Linked DNA regions of Mus musculus: region 1 is linked to region 2. A link is a contact called in public promoter capture Hi-C data. All regions are on one chromosome and are shown on one strand. The core of a region is the stretch at or near the end of the contact, and the rest is flanking DNA. Distances in the headings are between cores, read along the strand shown. Region 1 overlaps Gm40933 (a long non-coding RNA gene). Region 2 overlaps Tbc1d7 (TBC1 domain family, member 7).

Evidence for each region. Capture Hi-C pulls out chosen DNA fragments and counts their contacts.
Region 1: a promoter capture Hi-C map of adipose tissue shows a contact between it and region 2. The contact joins two enhancer-like sites.

The regions. Positions count from the first base shown.
Region 1 is chr13:45,370,117-45,375,322 of GRCm38.p6, reverse strand. It overlaps Gm40933 (a long non-coding RNA gene), which reads right to left. Exons shown (of 3, transcript XR_873345.1): 3 at 4,112-4,630. Among named protein-coding and RNA genes, the nearest start is that of Gm40933, 14 kb to the right of the region's middle. Within about 2 kb of position 3,467, at least 26 of the 459 cell types and tissues checked have an H3K27ac peak or open chromatin away from gene starts, as enhancers often do. A contact at or near this core is called in adipose tissue, where this site is marked.
Region 2 is chr13:43,158,059-43,162,816 of GRCm38.p6, reverse strand. It overlaps Tbc1d7 (TBC1 domain family, member 7), which reads left to right. Exons shown (of 8, transcript NM_001252639.1): 5 at 3,417-3,554. Among named protein-coding and RNA genes, the nearest start is that of Tbc1d7, 11 kb to the left of the region's middle. Within about 2 kb of position 3,201, at least 37 of the 459 cell types and tissues checked have an H3K27ac peak or open chromatin away from gene starts, as enhancers often do. A contact at or near this core is called in adipose tissue, where this site is marked.

The sequences.
Region 1 (5,206 bases), core at 2,218-4,717, 2.2 Mb before region 2:
TTTTAGTTGGGCAAGCAGATTACTGGAAGCAGACATAGGAACTCTAGTTGTCTTTAAATTTCACTAAATGCTTCTTTCTTGTTTTTCCAAGCACTGTACATTCTAATTACCTGAAAAACCCTTTGATCGTGGCTAATTAGAATAGCGCCATCAAACTGCCCCAGGTAAATAGTAAAGTGAAACTTTCCTTAACATTCCCCCATCTCGCCAGTGTGTGGTTTCAGGTGGCCAGACAGGACCGAATTTAACCAGAACAAGTTCTATCCCGCCTAAGAAACTTTTTTTCCTCCCTTTAACCAGAAGAATGGGTCTTTCTACATATGCAAATGAGGCATACTCTTTAACATCACAATGTTTGAGATGCTTCCAGAGAGAAATGGGATAATACTTTCTCTAAACGTTTAGGTGTGGGATTTAACTGGAGGTCATTTCTTTACAGCCTCAAGAACTCCCACACTGATCCTAAGGCCAATGGAAATCTGATCACTGTAAGTTCCCAAACTTAATAAGCTCCGGGGGTCCAAAAAGTGCCTTCATGGATCTATAGGTGGTCTTCTGAGGGCTGTGACTCAGTGGGAGAGCATTTGTCTAATTTGCATAAAATTGTGGGTTCAAAATCCCAGCATAAACAAGAGGCAAAAAACTAAACAGGAAAAGCCAGTGCTGGCTTGGCAAGTTGTCAGGGACAAGTTTCAACCAGAAGTTCAACTTTATCACATGTAAAGTGGTAAACTGTCTATCTTTTGTACACGCTGGGTTATTAAAAGACAGAACTAACATGGGTAACAGACGCCGTCATCCACATCTGTAATAGATTTTGCTTAGCATGCAGTGGAGGATATGATTTTCTATTAAGGTTTAGAGGATTAAAGTATGTAACATAGGAAAAGGATCTAACTGTTAAAATTACTCACTATGCAACAGCATCAAAATCTATGGATAATTGTTCTTTTAAAAGTCATATAATTTGTTATCCATAGTGCTGTTGAGTGTCCTGCCTCTTAAAAATGGCACTGTTTTTAGTACTATTTGTCCATGCATTTTGAATATGGTTTGAGGTTTAATGGCCAGTATGGGGCTGTATTCAATTTTTGTATTATCTGATTTTCCATATATGTTGTTAATTTTTCATGGTTTTATATTTAGAATTATCCATTGGATAATGTTAAGTATGTTTAGTGCTATTTTCTGTCTAAATGAACCTGGGGCGATTAGCTTAAGAATGTTTTTGACATCTTAGTTGTAAGTTAAAGTCTCTTGTAATTAAACTTGTTTATGTGATTATTTTGTGTGGATTACAGTTTGGGGGTTATTCTTTTGACATGCTAATGTAAATGCTTGTTATTGTAGTTCATCTTTTTATAAATATCATAAACAGTAGTTAATATTCATCCAGTTGTTACTATAGTGATAAGGTCTTCATAAGATCTTGTTTCACTTGCAAGAGTGAAATATGTATATTCATGTGTATATGTGTATGTATGTGAGTGTATGTCTGTGTATGTATATGTGTATGTATATATATGCATGTGTATATATTCATGTATGTGTGTATATCTTTATTTATGGCTATGTATGTGTATGTGTATATATGTATGCATATGTATGTCTGTATATGTGTGTGTGTGTGTGTGTGTGTGATATGTGCATGTATAAGTATGTCTGCGTATTTATGCCTATGTGTGTATATGTGAATACATGTGTGTGTATATGTGAATACATGTGTATATGTATGTTTGTGTGTGTGTGTGTATGTGTGTGTGGTGTATGTGTGTGTGTTAAAGGTAGGGTCCTATCATACGGTGTGGCCCAGATTGGTCCCTAGTTATACCCTGCTTAGTGCTGGGATTACAGGCATGTGCCACTGTGCCCAGCTGGAAGGAATATTTCATAAAGAGCAAATTATAATGAGATAAGCCTTAAAGTATAAATCTTACAGTTTTCTAAACCTCTTTAGTCTATAAATATATGTTACAATGTCTCTGATGTGAATCTACACTGGATGCTCAAATTAAAAGCAATCTTTTATGATTACAAAGAATTGCGTAGAGAATGCAAGCTTCCTTCCTGCCAGCTCTGCTCAGCTGCACGGCAACATAGAAGGCCAGGATGGGAAGAGCCTGCCTCTCTTTTGCCACTAGCTCAAAGTAAATGGGGAGGGGATGACATTGTAGAAGACACGAATAAGGTGTTTCATCGCTGTTGCTTTTGTTTGCTTATGACATTTTTTTGATCCCAGACAGGATCATGTAGCTCAGTGTAGCTTTTAACTTGCAATTCCTTTCCACCTCACCTGGAATTATAGATATGAATCAATGTGACTGGAAAAAAAAACTGTTCTGATGATATAAAGAGGGGGAGTGGGTATCAAAAACAACAAAAAAGAATATTCAAAACAAATATAAACAGACCTTTTACACACAGATAAAGCCAAGTGACAGTTGGCTTTTCTGACATTTATCTGGTTTGGGTAATACTGGTCTCGGGATGAGCCAGGAAGCAAGCTCTCTTTTTTTGGTATTTCCTAGAAGAGGTTGTGTACAGTTGGTGTGGACCTCTTCCTCCTGGTGAAATCTCAATTCCTTTTATACCTAGGCTTGACTCCCATCTTCTTACCATGGCAGCAGTATCCTGCCTGTTCTCAGAGAAGGGCCCAGAACATCAACTTCTGCTCCAGAACACAGCTGCCTTTGAGTGCCGCACACCTCCAGACATGCTCCTCTCCCTGTGCTGAGCTGCTAACCCACACTCCTCCATCTGATGCTTTACCCCTCCTCTAACTCCAAGTTGGAGAGAGCTAAAGTTTGAATTCATAAGATTTGGGGTTATAAATTTGTATCAGTCAAACTGAGTAAAATGTACAGTACTACAGAAAATAGCTCATGCTCCTAGGTCCTGAATCCATCACCCTGAAGTTCCCATCACCTCTAAAAACTGTGCCAAAGGCTGGTGATCAATTATTGAACACATGAGTGTCTGGGGTAGTTCCTATTTGGAACACAGTAGCAAATATATAGCAAAAATAGTTCCTATTTGCTAGCAGACAAAGGCATGCAGGTATGAACAGAATGCATAACTCATTTGCGAGGCCTGGAAATGAGCAAGGAAGATGGTAGCCTTAACAAGGGGTCTTTCTAATGGCATTAGGTTTTACTAAGTACTTACACCAAGCTGTCATGTTAGCCATTTCAGATCCTTGGATTTAGGTAGCCTTTTATCTTAAAAAAACAAACAAACAAGCAAAAGAACAAAGAAAAAGCTCCCAACCCCTACACACATAGGCAAACAGTGCCAAACTCACCCCTCAAGCACACAGAACTGATTTTAAGGTAAAGTGCAGTTTTATACTATATACTTATATATCTCAGCTTTTTATCTTATGAAAGGCTGGCGGTTCCTGTGTAGGCCTCCACCCTCCTGACAGAGACCTTGATTGTGCTTTGTCTGGGCTTTCTACAGGATGTGCTGACATCTAAAGTCACAAGAGGAAACAGCATTTGATCATCATGATGGTCACGTGGGGTTAAAAGAGCTGCCCTGCTTTCTACCAACTTTGTGAATAGAAGCTAATAGCCAATAATAGGGCCTTCCCTTCTTAGTCACAGACTGTTCTGTTTTTTTTTTGTTTTGTTTTTTTTTTTTGTTTTTGTTTTTACAGACCATCCATTCAATAGCATGATAGTCAATATTCTTCAGAACTTGGATTTTGAATGGAAGAATCAATGAACACTACTTTGTATCTATAGGTTCATTATCTATTCTTTCAGCCATGGTTTTCAATTTTTTTTCTTTCCATTGTGTGTGTATGTGTGTGCGCATATGTGTCTATCTGTATGTGTTTGTAGTATCAGGAATTGATATTAGATCCTCCGCCCCTGGGCAAGCACTATCACTGAGCTGTACTTATTCTGTAACTCAGACAGGCCTTGAGGTTGCCATTGAGTTAGCAGTCCTTGAAGATGTCACCGGAAAATGGAAAAAGCTCTCACACTTATTAATGGCAGAATTGGTATCATGAAAATGGGTATATTACCAAGAATAACCTGCAGATTCAATGGGGTCCCCCAATGAATTCTAATGACAGATCCAGGGGGGAAAACAATCCTTAAATTTATATTGAAATACAAAAGGCCCAAATGACCAAAACAGTTGAAAGTAGAAAGGACCATGTTGGAGAGTCCACATGTGACCTCAAGTTAGACCACAGAACCATGGTGACAAAGCCAGAAGGCACTGCCACAAAAACAGGTATGTAGACCAGTTGAATAGAGTATAGATCTCAGAAAGAAGCTCACATAACTACAGCCACCTCGTTTTTGATAAAGTTGTCTAAATATACATTGGGAAAAAAGACAGCACATTCAACAAATTGTGTTGGGAAAACTGGGTATTCATATACAGAAAATGAAAATAGTTACATACCTCTTAGTCTGAACACAAATCAATGAAAACATTTCAAAGATCTTAATATAAGACTTGAGATACTGGAATTGGTAGGGGGAAACACTTCATGATATGGATATAGGTACAAACTTTCTGGAAAAGACTCTAATACCTCAGGAAATAATCAAAAGAATTGACAAATGGTATTCCATGAAACTAGAAGGTTTCTGCAGAGTGAAGAAGCAGCCTACAGAATGGGTGAGAAAAAAAAAATCAGAAATGCAGTTACTATCTAGCACATATAAAAGCTGCAAAAATCAAATACCAAAAGTATAAATCTCCAATCAACAAACTAAAGAAATGAATAGACGGTTCTCAAAAGAAACACAAATAGACAATAATGTTTTTAAAGTGTGCCCAGTGTTCTCAGCCATGACTTGACCCTACTTCACTCTAGTCAGAATGGCTGATGTTAAGAAAACAAATGTTAACACATGCTGGAGAGAGCGTGGGCAAAGAAGAACCTGTATCCACTGCCAGGGAGACTGTAAATTGGGACAACCATGGTGGACATCAGAAAGGAGATTCTTCAACAAAACTAAGAATTGAGCTGCATGTAACCCAGTGTACTACTCTCAGTTATTTGCCCAAAGGACTTTTAAGCACTACCACAAAGACACATGCACAACCATGTTTATTGCTGCGGTCAGTATTCACAGTAGCTAATAAGTGGAACTAAGTTAGATGTCCATCAACGCATGTGTGATGGTTTGTATATGCTCATCCCAGGGGTGGCGCTATTAGGTGTGGCCTTGTTGGAGTG
Region 2 (4,758 bases), core at 1,952-4,451:
GTAATGGATCACTTGGCACAGGGACTGTCTGCCAGGTTCTTCTCCTATAAGCGTATGATTTGTCATTAATTAGTAACTCATGGAAACAAACTCTGAGGCTTCTCTTATATATTTAAAAATACATCTGAAGAAATAAAATTATATATTATATATATACTATTTACATATAATATTTGTTTATACTTAGTTTATATATAAAATATAAATATATAAGTATACATTTAAGTATAAATATCACAGTAATATATAAATATAAAACATATATTTATATACTTACACATTTATTATTCATATATAAAGTATTTATTACATATAACTAATATATAAATTATATATAAAATATATATCATATAATTTAATTATTCATTTTTTGGAGACAAATTCTCAGCATGTAACCCTGGCTGGCCCAGAACTTGTGACAGAGACCAGGTTAGTCTGGTCTTGAACCCCCCCAGTTCCATCTGCCTCTGCCTCCTGAGTGCTGAGATGAAAGGAATGTGCTACCCGCATAGAATTTGGGGGCTTATAATTCTTCATCTTTCCTAAAATGTTGTTACTGCTCTGATTGTCAATGTGCTTCTCTAACTTCTGAAGTCTCCCTGTGTCTGTCGTTTGGCTTCATCTGTAAGTGTTTCCTTGGCATTTATTTGTTGATGTCAGTGTGGATGCACTGAGTCCTTTTTAAGTTATGGCCTATAATCTTTTACTGCCATTTTTCCTTTTGATGTTCAAAATACTCCAGCTGCAGCCAGCAGGAGCCCCTTACATCTGATACGTTCACTGTTTTGCGAATTTCCTGACACTTGGGCACAAAAAAGATGCCCAGGTTCTGCTTCTGCTTCCTGGGCTGCAGCTCCGGTGTAAGCCTTTATTTCTGCTCTCCTGCGTCCTCCCTTTTAGGCTCTCTTAGTAGACAGAGGAAGGAAATATATATTTTGCACGTGCATGCACACACACACACGCACACGCGCACGCGCACACGTATAAAATACAGAAGTTGTGCTGCTGGGCCTTGAACCCAGAGCATACATGCCAGACAAGTGCCCGGCTGCTGAGCTTTACCTCAGCCTTTATATATTAGTGCATGTCTCTGTAGATTATAATAAATTCAATTCCAACCCAATGAAGTTACAAGTTCATTTTAGCCTCCCCTGTGACAGCTGCAGATATTAAAAAGCTCCCATTTGTGCGGAGGCATTTGCTTCCGGCTTGTTTTCCTGTATGTTCCAATGTTGCCAGCTACTCCTGGCTACTTTATTGCCATTATTTAGATATTTTAATGAAGGTTTTATTTATCTGGAGAAAACAGAATGAATTTTTCAAGCAAGGGTTTGCATGCCGTCTTTGATTATCTACAAAATTTGTTTTTACCAAAGCCTGGGCTTTAAGCCAGGCGTGACCTCACCCACCTCTAATCCCAGGACTCGGGCCGGACTGAGAAAGGGGATCTTGAGCTTGAGAGCAGCTACATAGTGACATCTCACCTCAAAAATTAATTGACTTATTTTACATATGACTTATTATAACCAATTACAGGTGTAGGGAGTTAATGATAGAGTGACAAATGAGCACGGATAAAGGCTATCACTCTTGTCATTGCATGTATGAAGAGGGAGAAGCCCCCCAAATGTTAAGTGGCACTTAGGACAGTCTTGTTTTCCCGTCACTCGGAGGCAGCACTGGGGACACGGGTAGCACGGCATGAGCTCTGTGGTTCAGGGACCGAGTCTGTGGCTTCTCCGTGTGAGGCATGTGCTCTACCACCGAGCTACATCTCTCGCCCCCTTCTCGGGTGTTAGGCAAGTTCTATGCCGCCGAGCCACATCTCCACCCCTTGCATCCTTTATTTTACCTTTTGCTAAGTGGCCCTGTCTCAGTCCTCCTACCTTAGCTTCCTGAGCAGCTGAGAATACAGGCCCAAGCTCCTAGAAGGGCTCCGAGTTCTTGAATTACATATTGAATAAGGTCAGCTATTCTGTTAGTGGAAGAAATCTAAATCTAAACTATAGGCATGGCTTCCACCTCATCCCTACTCACTGGTCTGTGCTGAGTCCACTTTCCCTGCAGCCTCTGGTACACTTGCTGACTGAACATGGGAACGGGGTTCTTTCCCGACCTTTCCCTACATGCACAGCCCCTCCTGTGCTGTTATGAGGTAGTAAGAGCTTGTGAGGGCTCATCTGGGGCACAGCTGGGTGAAGCATGCTAGTCTTCCTTACCTGGCCAGAGTGATCAGGAGCAGCAGTGACATGGCACCTGCAGGATTACCCAGACCAGGCCGTGGCCTGTGTGGAATCCCTAGAGAGGAAGAGTTCCTCTGCTTCTTGCTCCTTTTGTGTCCTCCAATACTGTAATAAGATGTTTAGAAAAATACATTGCTTATGATTCTTATATTCTGTGGCTATTAACAAGCTGAAAGAAAGCCTAAGAATGAAGTGCTTTTTATTTAAACAGGAATTGTCATTTAACTTGGAGCTTCTCAGAGGAATAGAAACGTATATATGTGTGTGTGTGTGTGTGTGTGTGTGTGTGTGTGTGTATGTATGTATATGTGTATATGTGTGTGTGTGTATATATATATACATATATATATATATATATGAGTTCACTGTCTTCAGACACACCAGAAGAGGGCATCAGATCCCATCACAGATGGTTGTGAGCTACCATGTGGTTGCTGGGAATTGAACTCAGGACCTCTGGAAGAGCAGTCAGTGATCTTAACCGCTGAGCCATCTCTCCAGCCCTCTTTGTGTCCTTTTAATCTTAAAAATTTCAAACTATGAAAGCCTAGATGAAAATGTAAGTTGTTTGTGGCTTGTTTGTTTTGATGTTGATGGCAATGTTTGAAAACAACATAACTTTCCAAATAGAATTTCAGTTTTATAAGATTTCTTGAGGATTTATTTTCATTTCTAAGAAATGTCATTCTTCGGCTTCCTAAAATTCTGGTTTTAGGGTGTTTAACTTTTAAGTAGAACAGAATACTAAAGGAGTGTGTGGAAGTGTTGATATAAATCAGGTGTTTTGTGAGCTCGTTTGGGGCTCCTCAGTATTCATCATAAGTTATATCCTGACACATTCCAGAGTGGCTTGTGTCATCACTTCCCTCTGAAGGAACCCTGGTCTGGCCTGGGGACTGGCTGGGTAGAGCGAGACCCTGCCTGGCCTGTGCTTGCAGCCAACTCCACACAAAAGCCAGCTGTTGTTGAGTTCTGCTGACTCCCATGGTTCTCTGGGGCTGCCTGTCATTCCTTTCCCCTGCTCCTCTGTACTGACACACTCTGCCTTCTGATCCCTCTTTGATTTATTAATGTGGCCTCTTCAAGATGCAGGGGCCAGTGTTAGGTTTTCAGAAAAGAAATATATCTTCCCTTCTGCGGCCTCTCTCTTGAGATCTAACATTAATCTTTCAGGAGCCGGAGGATGAAGTCTTTCTTGCCATCGCCAAGGCCATGGAAGAGATGGTGGAAGACAGTGTGGACTGTTACTGGATCAGCCGATGCTTCGTGAAGCAGTTAAATAACAAGTACAGGGACGCTTTACCTCAGCTGGTGAGGAATTTTTGTTGTCTTTGTTGTTTTGATGGGAGTGTTATTGGGAAGTAAGCAGAGAACCCTCTTCCCCCTGTCGCTGCTGCTGTGATGAGTGGACCTGCTACAGTGGTCCTGGGAGAGATTTCCTGCAGAAGGCGAGAAGTATTTCCCATAGAATGGGCCCTGTGTCTCCTTTGCAGCTGCTTGGATCAGCTGTTGGAGGACACAGGCAGCCCGGGATTGCGGGGGTCTCCACGGGGTGAACTCACCTGCAGGCCCCCCCTGCTCTGGAGGATTCCTGATGCTGGTCCAGACCTACTGACTTATCTAGAACATTCCCTCTGTGTTAGGGGTTCTGTCTGCCCACCTGTATGGAAGGGCTGGTGACAGGAACTTGTCTCTTCTCACACATACAGCCTCCAGGCCAGAGTTGGGGAGGGGACTTGACTCCTGTCATCTTGTTCCAGCATGCACATATGAACACACATGCACATATGAACACATGAAGACTATTACTCTACACATGGGCCCTCCCATTGTTGTCTGTATGTCTGCAGCTCCACACTTGGAGAATTCCTAGGCTCATTCAGATAACCCATTGCTTTCAGCTCTGACTTCCTGTTAGTACTCAGAGGGTTGAAAATTTCTCATTACCTTTCCTCCATTAACTCTCACGGTGTGGGGCCTAGAATTGGAATGTTTGACAGCCTTAGGCAATTGTGATTGTAGCTGGGATTGGCAGCCTCTCATTTAGAATCACTTTTCCTACCTGATTTACTCAGTGATTCCTCCTACGGATTGGCTGTAATTAAGTCTAATAGCCCCACACCGGCAATAAACAGGCCCTTGCTCTTTCTACAGGCGCATGCGTGCTCCAGCATCCCTGAGGGAGGTACTGGAAGAAAATGCTTGAGCAGGATCTGGGGTGTTGTACTTAAACTCTACTTAGTTTGGGCAGATTTACATTTTAGCCTGGTAAGCAGGTCCTGAGCTTGCCTGTTCCCCCACCCCCCACCCCCCACCCCAGGCAGTGGCCACGCCCTCTCATTCTCTGACAACTCTGAGGGCCAGAGAAGCTGGTCAGCTTTGCAGATCTCTATTGTTTTGTGTGTGTGTGTGTGTGTGTGTGTGTGTGTGTGTGTGTGTGGTTTGAGGCAGGGTTACATGTAGCCTAGGTTAGCCTTGAACTTGTTATGCAGATGAGGAGGACTTTCCCAGCATG